Regions from separate parts of the Sus scrofa genome. Here region 2 is linked to region 1. A link is a contact called in public Hi-C data. All regions are on one chromosome and are shown on one strand. The core of a region is the stretch at or near the end of the contact, and the rest is flanking DNA. Distances in the headings are between cores, read along the strand shown.

Evidence for each region. Hi-C and Micro-C count contacts between places; a contact is called where the count stands out from the background.
Region 2: a contact with region 1 is called in a Hi-C map of retroperitoneal adipose tissue, with 5 times the contacts expected there. The contact joins two enhancer-like sites. A contact is called at or near these places in 4 of 47 Hi-C or Micro-C datasets (liver, retroperitoneal adipose tissue and skeletal muscle).

What each region holds. Positions count from the first base shown.
Region 1 is chr5:2,734,622-2,739,911 of Sscrofa11.1, reverse strand. The region is part of intron 5 of TBC1D22A (TBC1 domain family member 22A); the gene reads left to right. Among named protein-coding and RNA genes, the nearest start is that of TBC1D22A, 50 kb to the left of the region's middle. Within about 2 kb of position 3,416, at least 1 of the 83 cell types and tissues checked has an H3K27ac peak or open chromatin away from gene starts, as enhancers often do. A contact at or near this core is called in retroperitoneal adipose tissue, where this site is marked.
Region 2 is chr5:2,801,349-2,806,640 of Sscrofa11.1, reverse strand. No RefSeq gene overlaps it. Among named protein-coding and RNA genes, the nearest start is that of CERK, 15 kb to the left of the region's middle. Within about 2 kb of position 2,055, at least 17 of the 83 cell types and tissues checked have an H3K27ac peak or open chromatin away from gene starts, as enhancers often do. A contact at or near this core is called in retroperitoneal adipose tissue, where this site is marked.

The DNA of each region.
Region 1 (5,290 bases), core at 2,167-4,666:
CCCCTCCTGCCCTGGTCTGTGACCTTCCCTGGGGCTCCTCACCCGCTTGCTGCTCTGCCGTGGGCGTAGGGTTGCGGGGGCAACATGAGGGAGCGCCTGGGGGATCCGCGCACGGCCCCGGGCTGTTCGCTCTTCTGGACAATCTGATCCTGATTGCAGAGCACAGACCCCTTCCTGGCAAGTTCCAGCGCTGCTCCTTGTCATCTCAGAATTGACGAGACCCGGTCGTGGAGTTGCAGGGACATCTCGGCCCGTGGTCCCTGGGCTGGTTCATTTCTGGAGTTCTCCGGATCCTGAGATTTCTGAAAACACACCAAACCCCCTGAAATGCAGTCAGAGTCATGTCTGGGTTGGCATTTCTGTTCCCAGGAGTTTCCCTAAAGCACTTGGGGTGTGAGCCAGCGCACCGGGTGCATCTGTGCCCCTTTCTTCTCTCCCATGTGACTGGTCAGCGGTTTCTGTCTTAAGGGGTCACTCTGCGTCCCCTTCTTAGTGACAGTCAGCTTCCCTGGGTGTGGGCGGATTTGAGACATTTTCACCAGCCGTTGAAGGCGCTTAAAGCCATTAGTTTCTTACCACCTGATCCGAGTTCCCTGCAAGATTGAGTTTCTCGGGAGCCGGTGCTGGCCCTTCATACGTGTGGCCACGGGTGAGATGCCCGGGCTGGACGGCTGCGGGGCGGGGCTGGCGTTGGTCTGGTTCCAGGTCGAGGCCTCGGCGTCCTCGTGGCTCCCGGCTCCTGCCTGGGGCTCGGGTCGCTGTCGAACGAGCCCGCGGGAGCAGCTCCCGACGCGGCTTGCCTTTCCGTGTGTGTGCCTGTGTGAGAGCAGCTCACCGTAGACCGTTTTCTTCCTTTGCCAAAAAGCCACCACCAGAGCCCCTTCCCGGTCAGGCTTGCTGTCGGGCGGCAGGCGTCGTTCTTTGCGCCAGGAGGGCAAGTTCCGGTGAGGGGTTCTGCACCATCTATTTGCGAGTCACGCGGGGCGGCGGCACCGTTTGGTTAGAACCCGTGTCCGCCGCGTGCTTAGCCCACAGCCGCTGCCGCCCGGGGCGGGGGCTTCTGCTGACCGGTCCCTGCCGGTCGGACGCTGGCCTCAGGGAGGCAGCGGGTGGGGTCTGGCCCCTCGCCCTTCGCCAGGTGCCTCCGCCGGGCCTGCTCGGGCAGCGGTCGTGGGCAAGAGGGTCGAGGTCTGCGTGCTCGTGGTGCCCTTGGCCTTCTCCCCGCGGGTTGTCTCCCTGCCTCTCTGCCCCTCCCTGCCCATCCCGAAGCCCCTCCCGCCACCGGAACCTGCCAGGATCTCCCGTTCTCCTTCCTCACGAGCCACACGGGCTGCTTCGTGAGTGACGGCCTTTTTGAAGCGGAGAGGCCTGGCTGCCAGCGGGCAGGTGACCGGCCTGCCCAGGGGGTGTGGCCGTCATTTCTGCTGGAAGATACGGGGCTTGGGCAGCCTGAGCGAGGCCAGGGATTGAACCTGTGTCCTCATGGATGCTAGTCGGGTTCGTTTCTGCTGAGCCACATCGGGAACTGCGGGGACAGTTTTAAGCATGAGCCCCCCTCGCTGCCGGGACGGATAGATGCATGGAAGAGTGATGAAGTTAAACAGAAGAGGCTTGCAGCTTCTCCGGGAGGCGAGCTCAAGGAGGGAGAGCTGAAGAGGCCAGAAGCATTTGAACGGCCTGCCGTGCTCCTTGGCTCTCACCTTCTGCTTTTATTTTTATTTTATTTTTGTCCTTTGAGGGCTGTGGCCATGGCATATGGAGGTTCCCAGTCTAGGAGTCAAATTGGAGCTGCAGCTGCCAGCCTACACCACAGCCACAGCAACCCAGGATCCGAGCCGTGTCTGTGACCTGCACCACAGCTCACGGCAACGCCGGATCCTTAACCCACTGAGTCAGGCCAGGGATCGAACCCATGTCCTCATGGATACGAGTTGGGTTTGTTAACCACTGAGCCACGACGGGAACTCCCTCACCCTTTGCTGTCAGCAGCATTCTTTCTCCCCAGTGCCGCCTGGTCGCGGGGAAAGCCTGTCTGTCTCACACTCTCTGTCCGTTGCCACCGCCACTGTGCCAGGTCAGGTTTCGCCCGTCTCTGGCCGGGACCGTTTTGTGAGTGTCCGGGCCGGCCTTCTTGTGCTGTTTCCTCTGCCACCTGCCTCCCACGTGCAGTCTTCTGTTGACACCTGTCAGCTTGTGTTAGAGTCTCCTGCAAGGCCTTGGACAGGCTGCCTGTGGCTCAGGGGTGACGTTCAGACTCCTCAGCCTGGGGTCCGAGGCCAGGCCCCTTCCGGTCTGGCCTTTGCCCTCCCACCTCGTCCTGGGCTGCTCTCAGCCCCTCACTTCTAGCCACACTGGCCCGCCCCCGCTTTGGATGTGCCCCTCACGTGTATACACACGTACACTTGTACGCACACACACACACACACACACACACACGCCCACCCTGACGTCTGGTGCACGGGACCGCCACGCCAGGCGCTGTTGTCCCTGCTTCCTACGTCTTACCTCACACTGTCACCGTCCCCATTTCAGACGCGGAGCAGGAGGCGCTAGAAAGGCCGGCAGAGGCCGTGAGGCCGCACATCCCCAAGTTCCTTGCCCGGAACTGAGGCCAGATGGGTTCCTGTTCTTGTGTTGCGCCCCCCCCCCGACCCCCAGCCTCGTCAGGTCCTGCGGGGGCCCCTGCGGGGCGCGGGCCTCGAGTGCATTTTCACACCCCGAGGTCCACTCGGTGAGGAGGGCCGGAGGGAGCCCAGGGGCATCTCGAAGTTCTTAGACTGTGTGTGTGGGACGGAAACTGACAGCAGTGCCGGCCGGAACCCGGCCAGGGACGCACACCCGGCCAGGACCCAGATCGGGACTGGCAGCAGAAAGGTGACGCGGGCCCGGACGTCAGTGTGGGAAGGTGAGACGCACACACGGGAAAGCTCGACGAGGCTCTCTCCTTCGGCAGGAGGCCGCGGGCGCCCAGAAAGCCCACGCGAAGCAGGAAGGCCCGCCCACGCATCCCTGACGCCGGCGGTGCCTCTGTCCCCTTCCCACGGGTCAGGTCAGGGCGCACAGCCTTCCCGGTTGGCTGATTTGAAACAAACCGTTATTGGGAGGAGAGGGAAGGTGGGGTCTCGGATGAAGCAGGAACCAAATGGAGGAACCACGGCTTCCTTGGGTAGAAGAGACACATGTGAATTCTCACAGACTTAACCCCAGGGTTTTGAACTCGCATCACTCACCCGGTGTCCGGACTCACCGAGGGTCGGGTTCTTCACGTCTCCGCGAGAGACACGTGAGAGGCGAGACGCAGACCCACCAGGATAGGACGCTGGTGAGCGAGGAAAGCAGGCAGGCAAGGAGGCGCGGCCCGAGGAGCCTGGGGGCCACAGAGTTGCCCTGCGAGGGGCCTGGGGGCCGGCGAGGCCCGCCTCTTCCCTTCTGGGTGTGGCAGCTGAAGTCAGCTGAGGGGCGGCCTGCAAAGTCCTGCCTTGGTCGGAATCTCATCCCACCCCCTCACAGCTCCCGAGTCAAGCAGCTGCCTGTGTGGTGGGTTTCCTGGGCTCCCAGTGGGCTCCACCTTCCCCCAGGTTTCCCTCTTTCTCTGTGATCCCCTCCTGGGACTCCCACAAGCACCTGTGCCTCCTCCGACACCCATCTAGACCTCACCGTGCTTGGTGGCCTGGCGAGAGCGGGGACCTCGTGGAGAAGCCTCTGTCATAGCCTCTTTCTTCTAAGCTCCATGACTTTCGTGAAGTCATTTCTGTTTCTGCTGCTGATTAGCGACAGAACTCTTAGAACTGACTTACAAGCATGGAGAGAATACAGCTGCTTAATGCTGCTGCCAAATTAATACTGCATCTGGAAGGCCAGAGAAAAGCCAAGTTAAGACTGTCCTCCTGCATAATGTATGAGAGACTGAGCCGTAAAATAAGCGTCTACGATGGCCTGTTTGCCCACGGTAGGGAGTGGTAACGCAGCTCTTAATCTCAGCGACGGGGACGGGGGCATTTACGTGCCTCCTGAGGCCTCCTGCCTCTTAGTCCCCTCCATGCACTTCTCAGGTCGTCTCCAGGCTCTCTTTCCAAAACTGGCTCTCTTCCTGTTTGGGGGTCGGAGCTTTGAAATTCACTGTTAGGTGTTCAGACGGAAATGATGTTACGAAGACTGAATGTGTCAGTATTTCTAAATAATGCGGTCTTAAAAAAACCCGCAGCAAATGAACAGATCCAGGGACAACTGTGCTGGGCACCAAGCGCACAAAGGAGCAAAGGAAAGGGAGACGGACCTTATTCCCAGGGACTGCCAGGGGCTGGAGAGGCGGGTCTGACACCTGCGGGAGGGAGGGGGCAGTGCACCGCGGCAGGTGGACGCCTTTTCAGGGGAGGCAGTGTTTGTGGACCAAGCGTTTGGAGCTGAGGGAGGGCGTCGCGGGTGTGGTCGTGGCGGCCCTGAGGCAGGGCTCTGTAGGGATGCTGGGGCCGGGGTCCGTCTGCTGCTCATCACCGCCACGCTCAGGTCCGCTCCCTGCCTCCCCAGCGCGGGGGACAGTCTCGGAGAAGAGAAATCCCCGGGCCCTGTTTGGTGTGAGCCACAGGGGAAGCCCCGACCCAGGCCCTGGTTCGGAAGCGCGGTCTCTGTCTAGGACTGTTCTCGCCATGGACCGCGGAAGCTGAGGGCTGGTGGAAACTCCTGGGGCCTCCCACGGCTTTTCCAGGACACTGTGTGTCACACCCACGACGTTGCACTGGCCAGAGCACAGCACACAGCCAGGGTCAACCTCACGGAACAGGAACATACAGTCCTTTCTAGGGAAGTGGGTCCTGGGGCGGTGGAACAGCCAGCCCGCCAGCCCGCTCACAGATTTCAGGAGGTGCATCCTGGCGGCCGCCTGGAGGGCGTGCAGAGGTGAGGCTGGATTCGGGGCGAGAGGCAGGAAGAGCAGAGGTCAGGCTGCTCAGTGGTGTAGAGAAGAAATGAAAGACACGGAGTTCCCGTCGTGGCTCCGTGGTTAACGAATCTGACTAGGAACCATGAGGTTGCGGGTTCGGTCCCTGCCCTTGCTCAGTGGGTTAACGATCCGGCGTTGCCGTGAGCTGTGGTGTAGGTTGCAGACGCGGCTCGGATCCCGCGTTGCTGTGGCTCTGGCGTAGGCCGGTGGCTACTGCTCCGATTCAACCCCTAGCCTGGGAACCTCCCTATGCCACGGGAGCGGCCCAAGAAATAGCAAAAAAGACAAAAAAAAAAAAAAAAAAAAAAAGAAAGACACGAGAGGTATGTCAGAGGGACGTGGTGTCGCCGG
Region 2 (5,292 bases), core at 806-3,305, 68 kb before region 1:
CCAATGTGGCAAAACCCTCATGTTGGCTGGTACAAGGCTTGCATCTCAGCCGAGCAGTTTCCCGGGTATGTGCCTTTGATCTTTAGAGGAATCCTGTGTGGTTGGTTATTACTCCCATTTCACAGATGGGGTAGGTGAGGCCCGGAGGGGCTGGCTGTGCCCAGGTCACACAGAACTGTGTCACTGGACCCTGGCCAGTTCTCCGGCCGCACGTGGCCTATGACGCCCTGACTCAGGATGCTCAGGAGATGAGGGGAGAGGGGCTGGGGGCGGGGGAGAGGGGCTGGGAGAGGATGCTCGGGGCTCTTTACAAGACATGGGCCCTGGCATCCAGCATGGCGGGGTGCCAGCCAGGGCCTGGCGGCAGGGCTCGAGGAGGCTGGCACTGCCTCTGTGGGTGGCTGGCATGAGGGAGCTCAGACGTGTTCTGACGCTGGGGAAACAGGCCCAGGCTCCCGTCCCAATTTCTGAACCTTTGTTCCTTGTCTGCGCTGCCCGGGGGGCCCGTGGGTGTGATGACTCAGGCCCGTCTCTGCTCCCGCAGGCCCGCCGGGCCGCGGGCCGGACGCCTGGTCTGAGGGACGCTGGGTGGGGTCGCGGCAGCGGCCGTGGAGGCGCGTCTGGGGTCAGTGGCTGACGGGCGTGAGCGAGGAAGTGAGGAAGCAGGGAAGCGGGCGGCGGGAGGGCACGGGCCGAACTCGGCCACGCTGGACAGGTGCTTAATGCCCGGCCTTGGCCGGCAGCCCAGAGCGGCCACGCTGGACGGGGGCCACAGCCCGGCTTTGACAGCTCCCAGGGGTAACCCCACCAGCAGCTCCCGGGGGCTTGAGATGAGGGGAGGTGCCCTCCCCCTCCCCCCTGATCTTTGGAAGGACCCCGTGGGTCAGCAGGATGGTGGTTATGACTCATGTTACAGACCTGCTCAGGCCTCTGTCCCCAGCCCTTCCACGTCCTGGGAAGCCACCTCCCGCATGGGGCCTGCCCGAGAGGAGCCGCTCATCCTAGACCTGACGCTCATACTCACAAGCCGGGGGCCCAGGTGGGGAGCAAGCGCTCCCTTTGAGCAAATCCTACCACAGCCAAGACGTCCTGGGCAGCAGAGCTGGGCCGATGGTCCAGAAAGGGACGAGAGGGTTCCAGGCCCTGCACAGCACATCTGGGACGGGGGCCCTACCGGAAAGCCCCCGAGACCCCCGCCGCCAGGGTGACAGGGACTGGAGTGGAGCTGGCGGGCCAGCGTGGCCCGGCACAGGGCACACAAATTCCAGCGAGCCAAGAGGGTGTGGACTGCGAAGGAAGCACAGCCCACAGGTCGAGAGTTAGGCTCTCTTAGGACTTCAAGCCCGGGAGGCAGCATCTCGGGCGACCTGGAGAAAACTGTGCTGAGGAGGTGGGGGAGCCGGGAGTTAGAGGAGTTTCTGCGAGAAGGGCAGGTAGTGGGGACAAAAGATGACCGTTAACTAGAGGACATCACCTCAAGCTACCGAACCGACTGCTTTCCTCTGGGTGGGAAGATGCGAGCGTCGGGGCGCCTTGAAATCTTCCTTCCACACGCACCCCAGCTATGGGGGCCCGTATCCTGTGTTTCCACATCCTGAGTTTCCAGGGCTCACCGAGGGGGTCGGGGGTGGGAGGTGGGTTGCCGGTGTAGGTGGCTGCCATCCATGACCTCTGGCAGGCTCCATCCGGCCCATGGGCTGCTGCAGGGCACCCAGCATCATGGACCCCTCCCTGCCAGAGACACCTCTGCCCGCCTTCGTTGGCCTGGGCTTCTGCCCTGCTGGCCGACACCCTCCACTCCACACGCTGCTTGAAGTTCTAGGCCGGGGCGGGGGCGTGTGTCCAGTCTCAGGCACTGGGCAGGCTGCTGGACCTGGCGAGACCTGGAGGATGCGGGTAAGGGCACCCGGGCCCAGCTGCCTCGGGGCTCCCAGAACTCTGCCCAGGCATCTCGCTGCAAACACAGATGCCTTCCGACTGACCGGGCACTGCCCCAGGCGGCCGCACGTGCTCCGGGGTGCCCTGCGCTCAGCCCGGCCAGCCTGCCCCCGGCCCCGCTCTTCCTTTGCTCTGCGCCCTCTAGAGGCGGCTGGGAAAGCTGCGTGGAGGGAGCCAGCCTCCCAGCGGATCCGAAGGCGCTGGAGTTGTGCTGTGGGCCCAGGGGCCGGGAGACCTGGGAGCACGTGTGAGGGCGAGGGGCTTGGGAGGCAGGTGGGCGCTGGGGAGGACTGGGCCTGCTCTAGGAGGGGCACGGGATTCCTGCACAGAGACCCGCCCTGGGCTGTCCCCGGGGCTCCCCCATCCAGCCAGCGCCCTACCCAGCCCTGCCCTGGCACCTGCAGGGATGGAGGGGCTGAAGTGGGGCGGAAGTCCCCCTGCATGGTGCTCTGGGGTCACTTCCCAGCGGCTGTGCCCTGGGGCTTGGTCCCTTGGGTGGGGGCTGCCTTCAGAGCTGTCACTAGCAAGCCTAACGCCCCAGAAGGGCTCGTCCCTGTCCCTGCTGGCAGCCACCCTGTGACTGTGGGCAAAGTCAGTCTGAAGACCAAGTCTGCCCACAAAGGGCGACAGGATCCAAACCACCCCTGCGAAGTGGATCTGCAGCCCGGGCTGGACTGGGTGAAAAGCCTTGCTCAAATCTGGACTTTCTAGGTCCTGAACCAATAAATCCTCTTCGATGTTTAAATCAGCTGAGTCATGTGTTTTACATCTGGAAACATCTTAGCTGGCCGAATGGTCTAGAATTTTCTCCTGGGTCGACACACTAAACTCCTTGCAACAAACACGACCTGCCTTGGACACTTAATAATGGGCTGTGAACAACCTTGTAAAAATAGAGGAGCTGGAGGTTGTCACGCGCAACGTGGCGCCGCGTCACCCGATTGCCTCATCATTCACTTCGCCCGTTCTGTCTGTGGGGGGACATGTAGGTTGTTTGCAATTTTTGTTGTTTTCAGTGTGTTAGTGTCTATGAAACACTGCTCATCTGTCCGACTACTGTCCCAGGGAGCATTTGGTGTGGTTGCCACCACAAGCCTGCGGTTGCCGGGGGAAGGGGGGGCGGCTTGGGAGACTGGGATTAGAGGCCAACTATTATAGACAAGAGAGATGAACAACAAGGCCCTGCCGGAGCTCCCACCATGGCACAGTGGGTTAAGAACCTGCCTGCAGTGGCTCCAGTCACTGTGGGTGTCAGGTTTGATGCCGGGCCCAGGGCAGGGGGGTAAAGATCGGGTGTGGCTGCCGCTGCAGCTGTGGATCCCGTCCCTGGCCTGGGAACTCCCACATGCTGTGAATTCAGCCCCAAAAGTAGCAAAGCCAAACAAGGTCCTACAGTTCAGCACAGGGGACGACAGTCGCCGTCCTGCAACAAACCCGACGGGAAAGCACAAGAAAGAGAATGTGCCACACGCTCATACACACACGACACTGACAGCACGAACAGCCTGACCCAGCCACAACACAGACTGGGACCTGAACCCACGGTTTCATTTTTTTATTTTTATTTTTTTTGTCTTTTTATTTTTATAGGGCCACACCCACGGCATATGGAGGTTCCAGGCTAGGGGTCCAATCGGAGCTGCTTTACCAGCCTACACCACAGCCACAGCAACACCAGATCCAAGCGGCGTCTGTGACCCCCACCACAGCTCACAGCAACGCTGGATCCTTAACCCACGGAGCGAGGCCAGGGATCGAGCCCGCAACCTCATGGTTCCTAGTCGGATTCGTTACCCACCCGAGCCACGACGGGAACTCCCAAACGCACGGTTTTAAATTCGAGTTGCTCACCCGGTGTCCGGACTCACCGAGGGTCGGGTTCTTCACGTCTCCGCGAGGGACACGCGAGAGGCGAGAAGCAGACCCACTAGGAGAGGACGCTGGTGAGCGAGGAAAGCAGGCAGGCAAGGCGGCGCGGCCCGAGGAGCCTGGGGGCCACAGAGTTGCCCTGCGAGGGGCCTGGGGGCCGGCGAGGCCGCCTCTTCGCTTCTGGGTGTGGCAGCTGAAGTCAGCTGAGGGGCGGCCTGCAAAGTCCTGCCTTGGTCGGAATCTCATCCCACCCCCTCGCAGCTCCCGGTCAGCAGCTGCCTGTGTGGTGGGTCTCCTGGGCTCCCAGTGGGCTCCACCTTCCCTCTCGTTTACACATGTACATACATACAAGTGAATCATTTTGCTGTACAGCAAAAATTAATAAAACACTGTAAATCAGCTATACTTCAATTTTAAAAAGCGCATGTGGGAACACCCACTTGGGCTCAGCAGTAAGGAACCCAACGGGTGTCCATAGGGAGGTGAGTTTGGTCCCGGGCCCCGCTCAGTGGGTTAAGAATCCAGCGTTGCCATGGCTGTGGCTCTAACTCGACTTCTAGCCTGGGAACTTCCATATCTGTGGTTGCAGCCCTAAAAAGGCCAAAAAAAAAAAAAAAAAAAAAAAAAAAAAAGCTTTTGTGTGCTTTTGATGAGTAGCGGTATTTTATTTTTTTCTTTAAAAAAATTACCAAAAAGTCCCATTTTTATTTGTTCACTTACCACTGGTATTTCCTCTTTGAATATGTTCTTTGAAGTGTTTAGTCAAACAAAATGTATTCTTAATTATGAAATCAGAGTTTCCTCTTGGGGTCTTTAACTTCCTTATTTATAAGGTTTCCATACATTTCTTCCTTCCTTTTTTTTTTTTTTTTTGGCCATGCCCCCAGCATTTGGAAGTTCCTGGGCCAGGGATGAGACTTCCACCACAGCAGTGAAAATGTTGGTTCCTTAACCTGCGGAGCTGCCAGGGAACTCTTTTCTTTTCATTTTTGAACATTTTATTGGCGTATAACTGATGTAGCATGTTGTATTAATTTCTGGTGTGAATCAGTTATACACACACACGTATCCTTTTTCAGATTCTGTTCCCTATAGGTCATCACATAGTATTACACTGACTTCCCTGTGCTAAAGAAGCAGGTCCTTGCTGTTACCTAGCTTACACACAGTTGTGTGTACGTGCCAACCCCGAGCTCCTCCCCTCACCTTGGGGGACCAGTTAAGTTCACTTACGGTTCTCAGACGAATAAGCAAGAGGCGACCCGGTCACAGGAAAATGGGAGGGTATAGCCAGATCCTGGAAAATGAGATACATTAAGCTTTGCTTGTATGACTAAGCTGGCTGGTCTGCTCAGGGAATTTTCTTTGCTTTTCTTTGTAGGGTTGCACCCGCGGCATATGGAGGTTCCCAGGCCAGGGGTTGAACAGGAGCTGCAGGAACCGGCCTAGGCCACCGCCACAGCAACGCAGGATCCCAGCTGCATC